Regions from separate parts of the Callithrix jacchus genome. Here region 2 is linked to region 1. The links are chromatin contacts, called in public Hi-C maps. All regions are on one chromosome and are shown on one strand. Each heading gives the region's core, a stretch centred on a gene start, on an enhancer-like site or on the middle of the called end of the contact. The rest is flanking DNA. Distances are from core to core; before and after follow the strand shown. Region 1 overlaps MTPAP (mitochondrial poly(A) polymerase). Region 2 has its middle 120 kb from the start of MAP3K8.

Region 1 (5,322 bases), core at 1,459-3,958:
TGATTCCGCTTGTAGGGGCTATTTTGAGTAGTCAAACTCAGAAATAGAAAGTAAAATGGTGGTTGCCAGCATCTTGGAAGGAGGGGAAAACAGGGAGTTATAGATGGGTGTAGAGTTTCAGTTTTGCAAGATGGAGAGAGTTCTTGGAGACGGGGCACAGCAGCGTGAATATACTCAGCAGTACTGAACTGCACCCTCAACAATGGTAGTGATGGGAAATTTCACGTCATGTTATTTTATCACAAATTTGAAAAGAAAAAAGGAAAATCCCAGCACTTTGGGAGGCCGAGGCAGGTGGATCACGAGGTCAAGAGATCGAGACCATCCTGGTCAACATGGTGAAACCCCGTCTCTACTAAAAATACAAAAAATTAGCTGGGCATGGTGGCACATGCCTGTAATCTCAGCTACTCGGGAGGCTGAGGCAGGAGAATTGCCCGAACCCAGGAGGCAGAGGTTGCGGTGAGCCGAGATCGCGCCATTGCACTCCAGCCTGGGTAACAAGAGCAAAACTCCGTCTAAAAAAAAAAAAGAATATGAGATCCAGGAAAGTGATTACCTGTGGCAGGGGGAAGTGATAAGGAGTCGGGAACATGGGGAAATGCTGTGTCACCAGCTTTAAGTTGTCACAGTCCTAACTTTAATTTTGCATAGTAAACTGCCTTTAAAAATGGTGCTTATTATATTTTTAAAATAAACAAACATATTAAAATGCTCCTGCATTTTACCCGTGGGAGAGTGTGCCATGAACCAGGGGTTAGATCAATCCAGTTATCTGCACCTGAAGAGAAAGACAAAATTATCTGTAGGAAATTATAAATTGTTTTAAAATTTAAAACAGACCTGAACAGAACCTTGTTAAATCAACATCTGATAACAAATCTGAATCAGAATAAGTCAATTATCACATTTATTATGGATCAATTCTATTAAAAAGTAGAGATTAGAAATTTTGAGTGGCCAACTTGCAACCAAATTGGCATGTAAACATGGGCAGGGCATGGGCATCGGAATGTTTTCAAGCCTCTAGGTGATGCTAAGCTCTCCAGGTGCAGCCATTGAGAACCACTGGCATAGCGGCTGGTCTCCTGAGACTTACCCTATCTCAGTCTACACTAATCTTAATCTGAGTTTAGCGCCTAAGTTAAGATCTTTGGAGACCCACGACACTGCAAAAATTATTGTGCTGAGCCCCTGTTTGTTTTGAGATGGGGTTTTACCCTGTCATCCAGGCTGGAGTACAGTCGCATAATCAAAGCTTGCTGTGGCCTTGATTTCCAAGGCTTGGGTCAACCTCCCACCTCAGAATCCTGGGTGGCTGGGACCACAGGCATACACCACCACATCTGGCTAATTTTTGTATTTTTTGTAGACATGGGGTTTTGCACTGAGGCCTTAAGTAATTTCTTTCTTTTCTTTCTTTCTTTCTTTCTTTTTTTTTTTTTTTTTTTTTTTTTTGAGACAGTCTCCCTCTGTTGCCCAGGCTGGAGTGCAGTGGCACAATCTTGGCTCACTGCAACCTCTGCCTTTTGGGTTCAAGCAATTCTCCTGCCTCAGCCTCCCGAGTAGCTGGGACTACAGCCGCATGCCACCACGCCTGGCTAGTTTTTGTATTTTTAGTAGAGACGGAGTTTCACCATATTGGCCAGGTTGGTCTTGAACTCCTGACCTCGTGATCCGCCTGCTTCAGCCTCCCAAAGTGCTGGGATTACAGGTGTGAGCCACCTCACCCCGCCACCCTGAGTAATTTCATAAAGAACACCTTAGGAAATGTCCAGCATCATGGATTCTTACCTTCACTCAGGACCCACAAGGCCCCACATTCTGACAGATTTTATCAGACAAATTGCACTCAGTCACGCTTCATTCATTTTCCTCGGAGAATTCCCAGGTTACATAGAATTGAGATAATCTCCCTATCTCCCTCTCACCCCCATGAAGACACTCTGTGTTTTTGTTTGCAATACAGTTGTATATGGATCAATATTAGATTTTCATGGTGTTTTTTGCATTTTGCAACTATTGCTCAAGCTGGCGACCCAGAACAAGCACTAGCTTTACAGTCAAAGACCCCTGAGTTCTAGTTTCAACTGAGAGACTGTGAGCACATCACAAGCCCACTCTGATCCTATATCCCAGGTGTATAATCACCTATTTCCCATCAATTACCAAGCTGGAGAGAAAAGTGCCCACTCTGCCCCGTACACAGTAGGCGCTTGGTAAGCTTAAGTTCTCTTGCTTCCCCACTAACCTAATGTATTACAGGAAAGACAGATGTTGGCAATGGCACCTGGGAGAGTGCAGCTATATGCCTCACAATCCTACCAATGAAAATTCTGAATTGAGCTTCAATTTCTCCTCTACAAAATGAGACAGGACAGCAGTGGGTAGAAGAGGAGGAGCTTGGCTTTGTTAGTTTAAGCCCGTCTGATTCTGTAGCGCGGGCTTCACTGAGGGTCCAGCCTACTCCCCAGCCAGGGCTTCGCGTGCTCTGAATGTCTTTTGGCCAAGTAAAGGCTGTCCGGGATCGGGGTGGGGAGGCGGGGTGACGAGTAGTGGGTTGGAGAGAAGCAGCTCCCCCACATAACCAGCAGGTGGCACCAGAGCAGCGCGGAAGCCGAGGATTTTGCTCCAGCCTTCCTGGAGACCCCGGCAGGGGGGTAAGTCGAGGCAGAGGTGGTGCACATCACTCAGCTGGGCGGCGGCAGGAAAGCGACTGTGGATCAGCCCACACCCTTTGAAATCGACACCCTGGGTCTTCTGGCTGATTTCCCCTCTTTGGTAGGGCGATCATATGATTTATCATCCAAAACCAGACACTTTGGAAAGTGAAAGGGCCGCTATTATAATTGCACCGCGACAGCAGACAGAACCTTAGCTGTACCTTGCAAACCAGAACATATGGTCACCCTATGCTCCGGTCAGTGTTTCCTCCTTGTTTCCATTCTTTCTTTCTTTTTTTTTTCTTTTCTTTTCTTTTTAAACACACAGCATTCTTTTTCCCCGAGCACCACAGCCTTTGAAAATGCCCTCGCATTCGGGATATTTTCGGCCATCCAACATCTGCTTTCGCACCTTGAATCTCAGCAGTCTCTGAAGTCACCCCAAAGGCTGGTTTTAGCTTCTAGTCAGAAGACTCTGGTCTGTACCTTACCATCCCCATGACTCAAGAATTAAGGATGTCAGATGTGGAACAGTGGCCCTTATCTACATTTTGGTACCTCTTTCTTAATTTATTCCTGTGATTTTGTTCTGAGTGCTCATGTCCTTTATCTCTTTGAATTCACGTATATTAGTTTATCGAATTGCAAGTAGACAAGCCCCATTAAGCAGGATGCTTATATTTCCCAGATCATCCCATTACTCCATTCAACCCCCAATTAGCGTGCCATTTATCGCTTGTTTCTGATCTCTCTTCACTTAACAGGCTCATAAACATCCATCCATTGCCAAAAGGACTCCAACTGTTCTCACTTCCGTTTTTAGTTGATTCATTGCTAGCCAAGTAATGATTTATCTGGGGGAGTCATTAGTAGAGAATTGTGCCCTCACATTTATTTTTATAGTTGGATTCTGCTGATTAATATCTCTGTCATTCTCACATTGCAACAAATGACTATGGGTTTCTGTCTTAACCTAAAATCTAGGTTAGAAATTTGATCTTATCCAAGTAAGATATTAATAGATAATGTTAGACTTTTAAAATAATTTGACCGAAACTTTTCTCAGCTAAGAATGACACTCGTGGTCACAAATATATATGTAAGCAAGTGGAAATTTAGGCTGTAAATAGATAAACTCAAAATATCATGTTTAGAGACGAGATTTTCCTTTTTTTTTTTTTGAGACGGAGTTTCGCTCTTGTTACCCAGGTTGGAGTGCAATGGCGCAATCTCGGCTCACCGCAACCTCCGCCTCCTGGGTTCGGGCAATTCTCCTGCCTCAGCCTCCTGAGTAGCTGGGACTACAGGCATGCGCCACCATGCCCAGCTAATTTTTTGTATTTTTAGTAGAGACGAGGTTTCACCATGTTGACCAGGATGGTCTCGATCTCTTGACCTCGTGATCCACAGCCTCAGCCTCCCAAAGTGCTGGGATTACAGGCATGAGCCACTGCACCCAGCTTTTTTGTTTTTTTTTTTTTTTTTTTAGTAAAGTATATTTGCTATGGTTGGAATATTTGTGTCTTCCCCAAAATTCATATTGGAACTTAAACCCCAACGTGATAGTAATAAAAGGTGGAGTCTTGGCTGGGTGCGGTGGCTCACACTTGTAATCCCAGCACTTTGGGAGGCCAAGGCACGTGGATCAGGAGGCCAGGAGATAGAGACCATCCTGGCCAACATGGTGAAACCCCGTCTCTACTAAAAATACAAAGAATTAGCTGGGCATGGTGGCACACACTTGTAATCCCAGCTCTTCAGGAGGCTGAGGCAGGCTGAGAATCGCTTGAACCTAGGAGCTGGAGGTTGCAGTGAGCCGAGATAGCGCCACTGCACTCCAGCCTGGTGACTGAGTGAGAGTCCTGCTCAAAAAAAAAAAAAAAAAAAACAAAGAGGTGGAGTCTTTAGGAGATGACGAAGTCTGGAGGGAAGACCCCCTCATGAAAAGGGTTAGTGACCTTATGGAAGGGCTTGAAGCGGCGACCTAGCTCAGTTTTCTTCTTTTGCTTTTCTGTCCTTTCCACCATGTTAGGATACAGCGTTCCTCATCTCTGGTGGACTTGGCATTCAAGGCGCCATCTTGGAAGCAGAGAGCAGCCCTCACTAGACTACATACCTGCTGGAGCCTTGATCTTGAACTTCCCACCCCTCAGAACTGTGAGAAATACATTTTTCTTCTTTACACATTACCCAGTCTCAGCCATTTTGTTATAGCAGCACATGCCACAGATAGTAACTGGCACAAAAGGAGGGCGTGAGCTCATCCCAGAAGGAACGAGGAGCGAGTGGTCACGAGTGGAAGAGATGGCCAAGAGCAGTGGACTAAGGAGAAGCAGAAGCTGCAGACTGTGGGGGGGACAGCACACAGGGAAGGAGCAGGCAGATCAGGGGCCGAGAACCAGCGTCCCCAGGGGCTGGACAGCAAAGAGAGAGACAGCAGGCAGTCAAGTCACATAGTGGCCTGGTGCCTTCCTTAGCTCCGGCTTCGATAACAAATTATAACAAATTGCTAGGTGGCTTAGACAGTAACTTATTTTTCATAGCTCTGGGAAGTCAGAGACCAGGCTGCCAGCATGGTTTGGGTTGAGTAAGAACTCTCTTCTTGGTTTCTCCTATGGACACCTCCTTGCTATATCCTCACATGGTAAAGAGAGAGAGA
Region 2 (5,322 bases), core at 1,888-4,387, 140 kb after region 1:
CATATGTAAATCGGGAGGTGTCATACCCAGGAGACAGCTGCTTTGCATCACAGAACTGCTGTGAGAAATAGCACAAAGCAAGATGATATTTGGGACAGCTATTTGGAAATAACAGAGTTACCCATAGGCCAGGTGGTTTTATTCCATGCCCCACTGTTTCAGCTTTCTCAGGCAGCAAGATTCAATCGCCCGGAGTGCCGGGGGAAGAAGCTTCTGTTTAATTTGTTTTTCTGCTATTTTCAGAGGTTTAACTAAAAGTCCTTACTGATGGAACCCTTCTTATAAATTTTTCTATGCTCTACCTGGTCTTTTGTTGACCTTATCACCGTATCAAGCCAAAAAATCTTTCTTTTGTGTAAAGGCTGTGTTTGTTAGCTTTCTTCTGAATAAAGTTACTATTTTCCCCCTTATAATTTAAAGTAGGCCTGACGCAGTAGGTAGCTCATGCCTGTAATCTCATTACTTTGGGAGGCGGAGACAGGAGGATTCACTTGAGCCCAGGAAGCCGAGGCTGCTGTAAGCCATATTTTCACCACTACATTCCAGGCTCAGCAACAGAGAGAGAACAACGTTAAAGAGTAAGTTGTGGAGAGATACTCTGATACTGCGTAAGTATCTTCTTCCTGTCAAACCTCCATCCACCAGGTTTAGCATTTGGTGTCAATGCATTTCTTCATTCTTTCCATATTTAGCAGCCAGCACGCTGCCATGAGGAAGAGTTTTCCTCTCCCTAATCAATTTATCATTTGTTTATCATTTAGTCATTGACATCAATATGAACTCATGGATTCTTCTTCTATGCAATGGGTTACAATCCACCACGACCTTTGTTTGATTTTTACATTATCCCCACGTTGGCCAGTAGGGGGCCCCAGCCAGCTTCCATATCCTCCCATCATAGACCTTTCCTGACTTTCCAGCACAAGTCCTCTGCTCTATTCACAAGAGCAAAGATATGGAATCAACCTAAGTGTCTAGCAACAGAGAATTGGACAAAGAAAATGTGACGTATATATCATTATACTATATATACAATGTTATATATTATTGTATATATAATTTTATATAAAATATGTAACTATTGTATATATAATACACTATATTAACACAATATAGTATATATAATATAACATAATATATAATATGTATTACATGTTATATAATATATTAATATAATAATCAAGGCTCGCTGCAACCTCCACCTCCCCAGATTCAAGCAATCCTCCTGCCTCAGCTTCCTGAGCAGCTGGGATTACAGGCATGAGCCACCACACAGGCTAATTTTTGCATTTTTGGTAGGGATGGTGTTTTGTCATGTTGACCAGGCTGTTCTTGAATTCTTGAGCTCAAGCAACCCACCCATGTTGGCCTCCTAAAATACACTACTGGTGTGAGCCACCCCAGCTCAGCCTAAGATCATTTTTCATTCCTACAAGTACAGGTTTCTTACAAGTGTACATTGCATAGTGATGAAGGCTTGGCTTCTAGTGTACCTGTCACCTGAATAGTGAGCACTGTGCCCAACAGGTAATTTTTCAGCCCTCACCCCTCCTGCTCTCCCACCGTTTGGAGTCTCCAATTCTGTGTGTCCATATCTGCCCACTGTGAGCCTTGATTATATGTTATATAATATATTAATATATTACATAACAGACAATTGTATGTATAACAATATATTGTTTATATAATGAATATATTATTAAATATTATTATATAATATGTACATAATATATGTACACATTATATATTACATAATTATATATAATATATACATGCACAGATCACGAAATACTACTCAGCCATAAAAAAGAATGAAATCATGTCTTTTGCAGCAACATGGATGGAACTAGAGGCCATTATCCTTCGTGAGATCACTCAGAAACAGATTCAAATAAAGAATGTTTTCACATATACGTGGGAGCTAAACAGTGGGCAGACATGGATACACAGAATTGGAGACTCCAAAAGGTGGGACAGTGTGAGGGGTGAGGGCTGGAAAATTACCTGTTGGGAACAGTGCTCACTGTTCAGGTGACAGGTACACTAGAAGCCAAGGCTTCATCACTATGCAATGTACACTTGTAAGAAACCTGTACTTGTAAGAATGAAAAGTGATCTTAGGCTGAGCTGGGGTGGCTCACACCTGTAGTCCCAGCATTTTAGGAGGCTGAGATGGCTGCGTTGCTTGAGCTCAGGAATTCAAGACCAGCCTGGTCAACATGACAAAACCCTGTCTCTACCAAAAATGCAAAAATTAGCCTGTGTGGTGGCTCACGCCTATAATCCCAGCTGCTCAGGAAGCTGAGGCAGGAGGATTGCTTGAATCTGGGGAGGTGGAAGTTGCAGTGAGCCTTGATCACACCACTGCACTCCAGCCTGGGTGACAGAGTGAGACCACATCTCAAAAAAAAATTAAAAATAAAATATATCAACTTTTAAAGTCTTTAAGCAGGGCACACTCCTGTAGTCCTAACTCCTTGGGAGGCTGAGGCAGGAGGATCACTTGAGCCTAGGAGTTGGAGGCTACAGTGAGCCAAGACCCTGTCTCTATTTAATTAAAAAAAAGTCTTCAGACATTACTAATTGCCCTCTGCCCATTGAGAATCACAGATCTGAATCACTGGACCAGTTCTCGTTGTACTGCTGAGTGTGACATTCTGCCTGGGTCTTTCTGATGGCCAATGAAACACACTTGGTTCAGCCCCACCAGTGAGTCCTTCAGGCAAAACTCCAACCCCAGTGCTCAGCTGTTAAGACCAACACCCAGATGTGCCTGAGGAGATAAGATCATCTCAGTAGAAGTCTTTGCACATAGCCCCCAGATGCTTATAAACTGTTACGTCCATCCACTCACATCACTGGCCACGAAAGCAAGTGTGAATTACAGACTCCATTGGAAGCCATCATCTCCGGCCTTCTCTGTGACTTCCATTGCCCAAGACCCTGGAAACCTCGCTCCAGGCCACAGCTGCCTGACTGTCGCTGCACTTTTCATTTGGGTCACTCTCTAGATGGTCCTTCTAGCTTCTTGGACTGTAACATTCTCATGTCTAAGCCCCACTCTGGCTGCTGTGCCTCCTTTGACTCCAGGGAGAGACTCCATGCTCCTGTCCCAGCCAGCCACAGCTCCCCGAAAAGCAGAGGTCTGTGGGATTCAGGCAGAGTTTCAGAAACCAGCAAGAGCGCACTGGTGCCCCAGCTGTTTCCATTTCTGACACTGGTGAGCAAATCCAGAGTCACCTTCGGAGCTTCCCACTTCAGAAAGGCCACCAGGGCTGGGAACAGCTCCAAGAGGAAGAACAGAGGGGAAATGAGAAGAATGCTTGTATTGTTAGTGTTTTAAAAAGAACCTGTTAGGGTGAGCCGTAACCCATGCTAACAGGCCTTAGTCAAGCAAGCAGCGGCAGCCAACGGACAGTGAAACTGAAAGGGAAACTTGCAGAGCTTCCATGGAAAGTCCGTGGATGAGAACAGCCCAGATGAATATGGTGTAACAGGCCCCTATGTCTCCCAGGCCCTGTTTCATTTTTTCCTTGGGTGTCCGTGGGAAGCCACACATTTGCAGAATCAATTGTCTCTGCTACCCAGAGGAAATAAGATTCGCAGCATAATAAGAAATAAATAATTAAATAAACAAATAAGGAAAAACGATTCACAGGTTCCAAGGATTAGAAGGACAAAAAGTAAATAATGGCCGGGTGTGGTGGCTCACGCCTGTAATCCCAGCACTTTGGAGGCTGAGGTGGGTGGATCACCTGAGGCCAGGAGTTTGAGACCAGCCTGGCCACCATGGTAAAACTCCATCTCTACTAATAATACACACAAGCTGAGCGTGGTGGTTCGCGTCTGTAATCTCAGCTACTCGGGAGGCTGGGACATGAGAATTGCTTGAACCCTGGAGGTGGAAGTTGCAGTGAGCCAAGACTGCACCACTGCACTCCAGCCTGGGTGACAGAGTGAGACTGTGTCTCAGAAAAAAAAAAAAGGAGAAGGACAAAAAGTAAATAAGAAAAATAAATAAAAATAATAATAAAGGAAAGAGATTAGCAGCGTGGAAGCAGATGCCACAGAGAGGAGGGGGCAGTGGCCCCTGCAGGTGTAGAGGCAGTGCCAAGATTGGAGTTGGCAGGAGAACGGTGGAATCTCTGTAGCCTGATAGAGGTTGAAGATGCTTTTGCAAAGCTAGTGTACTTACTTAATTGTGGGAAACAAAGGGTCCTTTCTGATCCATACAATTATACTTGCATTGGGTAACCTGATCATCAAAAGAGATTTCAGCTAAGAGAGAGGATGGAGTTCCACTTCCCTCCTGACTCTGGCGTCTTTGCTGAGGGTCACATTGAGCTGCAAGGGGCATCTCGGGTGCCTTCAGGATTCAGCACCATGGAGGAAGACGTCAAGACCAAAATCAAGAACTACAAGACCGCCCCTTTTGACAGCCCCTTCCCAACCGGAACCAGAGCAGGAACTGCTAGCAGAACTACCTGGACTTCCGCCTCTGTGAGAAGGCAGTGACCACCAAAGAGGGTGGCGTCTCTGTGTGTGAATACTACTGGCGTGTGTACAAGTCCCTCTGCCCTATGTCCTGGGTCACAGCCTGGGACGAGCGCCCGGCTGAAGGCATATTTCCTGGGATGGTCTGAACTGGCTGCACCATGCTCTCCTGTGCCTCCCGTCCTTCTCCCAGGGTGGGAAAGGCGGACCAAGTACCCAGTGATCCCCACCCCGGGATCCTAAATCATGACTTAACTGCTAACAAAAACTCTTTGGAAAAGTGGAAAAAAAAAAAAACACAGATGATGAGGACCTTCCAAAATTCAGTCACTCGCCAAAAGTGCCCAAAGTGCCAGTTGCCCAATAAGAATGCATGTTATTTTGCCCAAGTGGTATGAAATGCTGTGAGGCCCTGGAACAAGGGTTGCAATTATTGTCTTCTTTAAAAGATCGTTTATTTGTATGAATGGATGGGGTACAAGTGTGACTTATTACAGGGATATATTACACAGTGGTGAAGTCAGGGCTTTTAGCATATCCATCACCCGAATAATGTACACTGTATCTATTAAGTAATTTCTCATCACCTGCCTTCTTGTAAGTCTCCAATCTCTGTCATTTCACACTCTATGTCCATGTGTATACATTTTGGGGTTTTTTTTTTGAGACGGGGTCTTTCTCTGTTGCCCACGCTGGAGCACAATGGTGCGATCACAGCTCATTGAAGCCTCAACCTTCCAGGCTCAATTGTAGGAAGTGGAAGTTCCTCTTCAAAGTTTCCTTTCCTGTTAAAGAATAAATTGTAAGTGTGCTACTAACTCTTTGTTA

The links. Hi-C and Micro-C count contacts between places; a contact is called where the count stands out from the background.
Region 2: a contact with region 1 is called in a Hi-C map of induced pluripotent stem cells, with 2.6 times the contacts expected there. The contact joins two enhancer-like sites. A contact is called at or near these places in 3 of 3 Hi-C or Micro-C datasets (induced pluripotent stem cells and skeletal muscle).

What each region holds. Positions count from the first base shown.
Region 1 is chr7:30,348,958-30,354,279 of calJac240_pri, forward strand. All of the region lies in intron 1 of MTPAP (mitochondrial poly(A) polymerase), which reads right to left. Among named protein-coding and RNA genes, the nearest start is that of MTPAP, 21 kb to the right of the region's middle. Within about 2 kb of position 2,709, at least 2 of the 16 cell types and tissues checked have an H3K27ac peak or open chromatin away from gene starts, as enhancers often do.
Region 2 is chr7:30,492,409-30,497,730 of calJac240_pri, forward strand. It overlaps the pseudogene LOC108592405. Among named protein-coding and RNA genes, the nearest start is that of MAP3K8, 120 kb to the left of the region's middle. Within about 2 kb of position 3,138, at least 5 of the 16 cell types and tissues checked have an H3K27ac peak or open chromatin away from gene starts, as enhancers often do.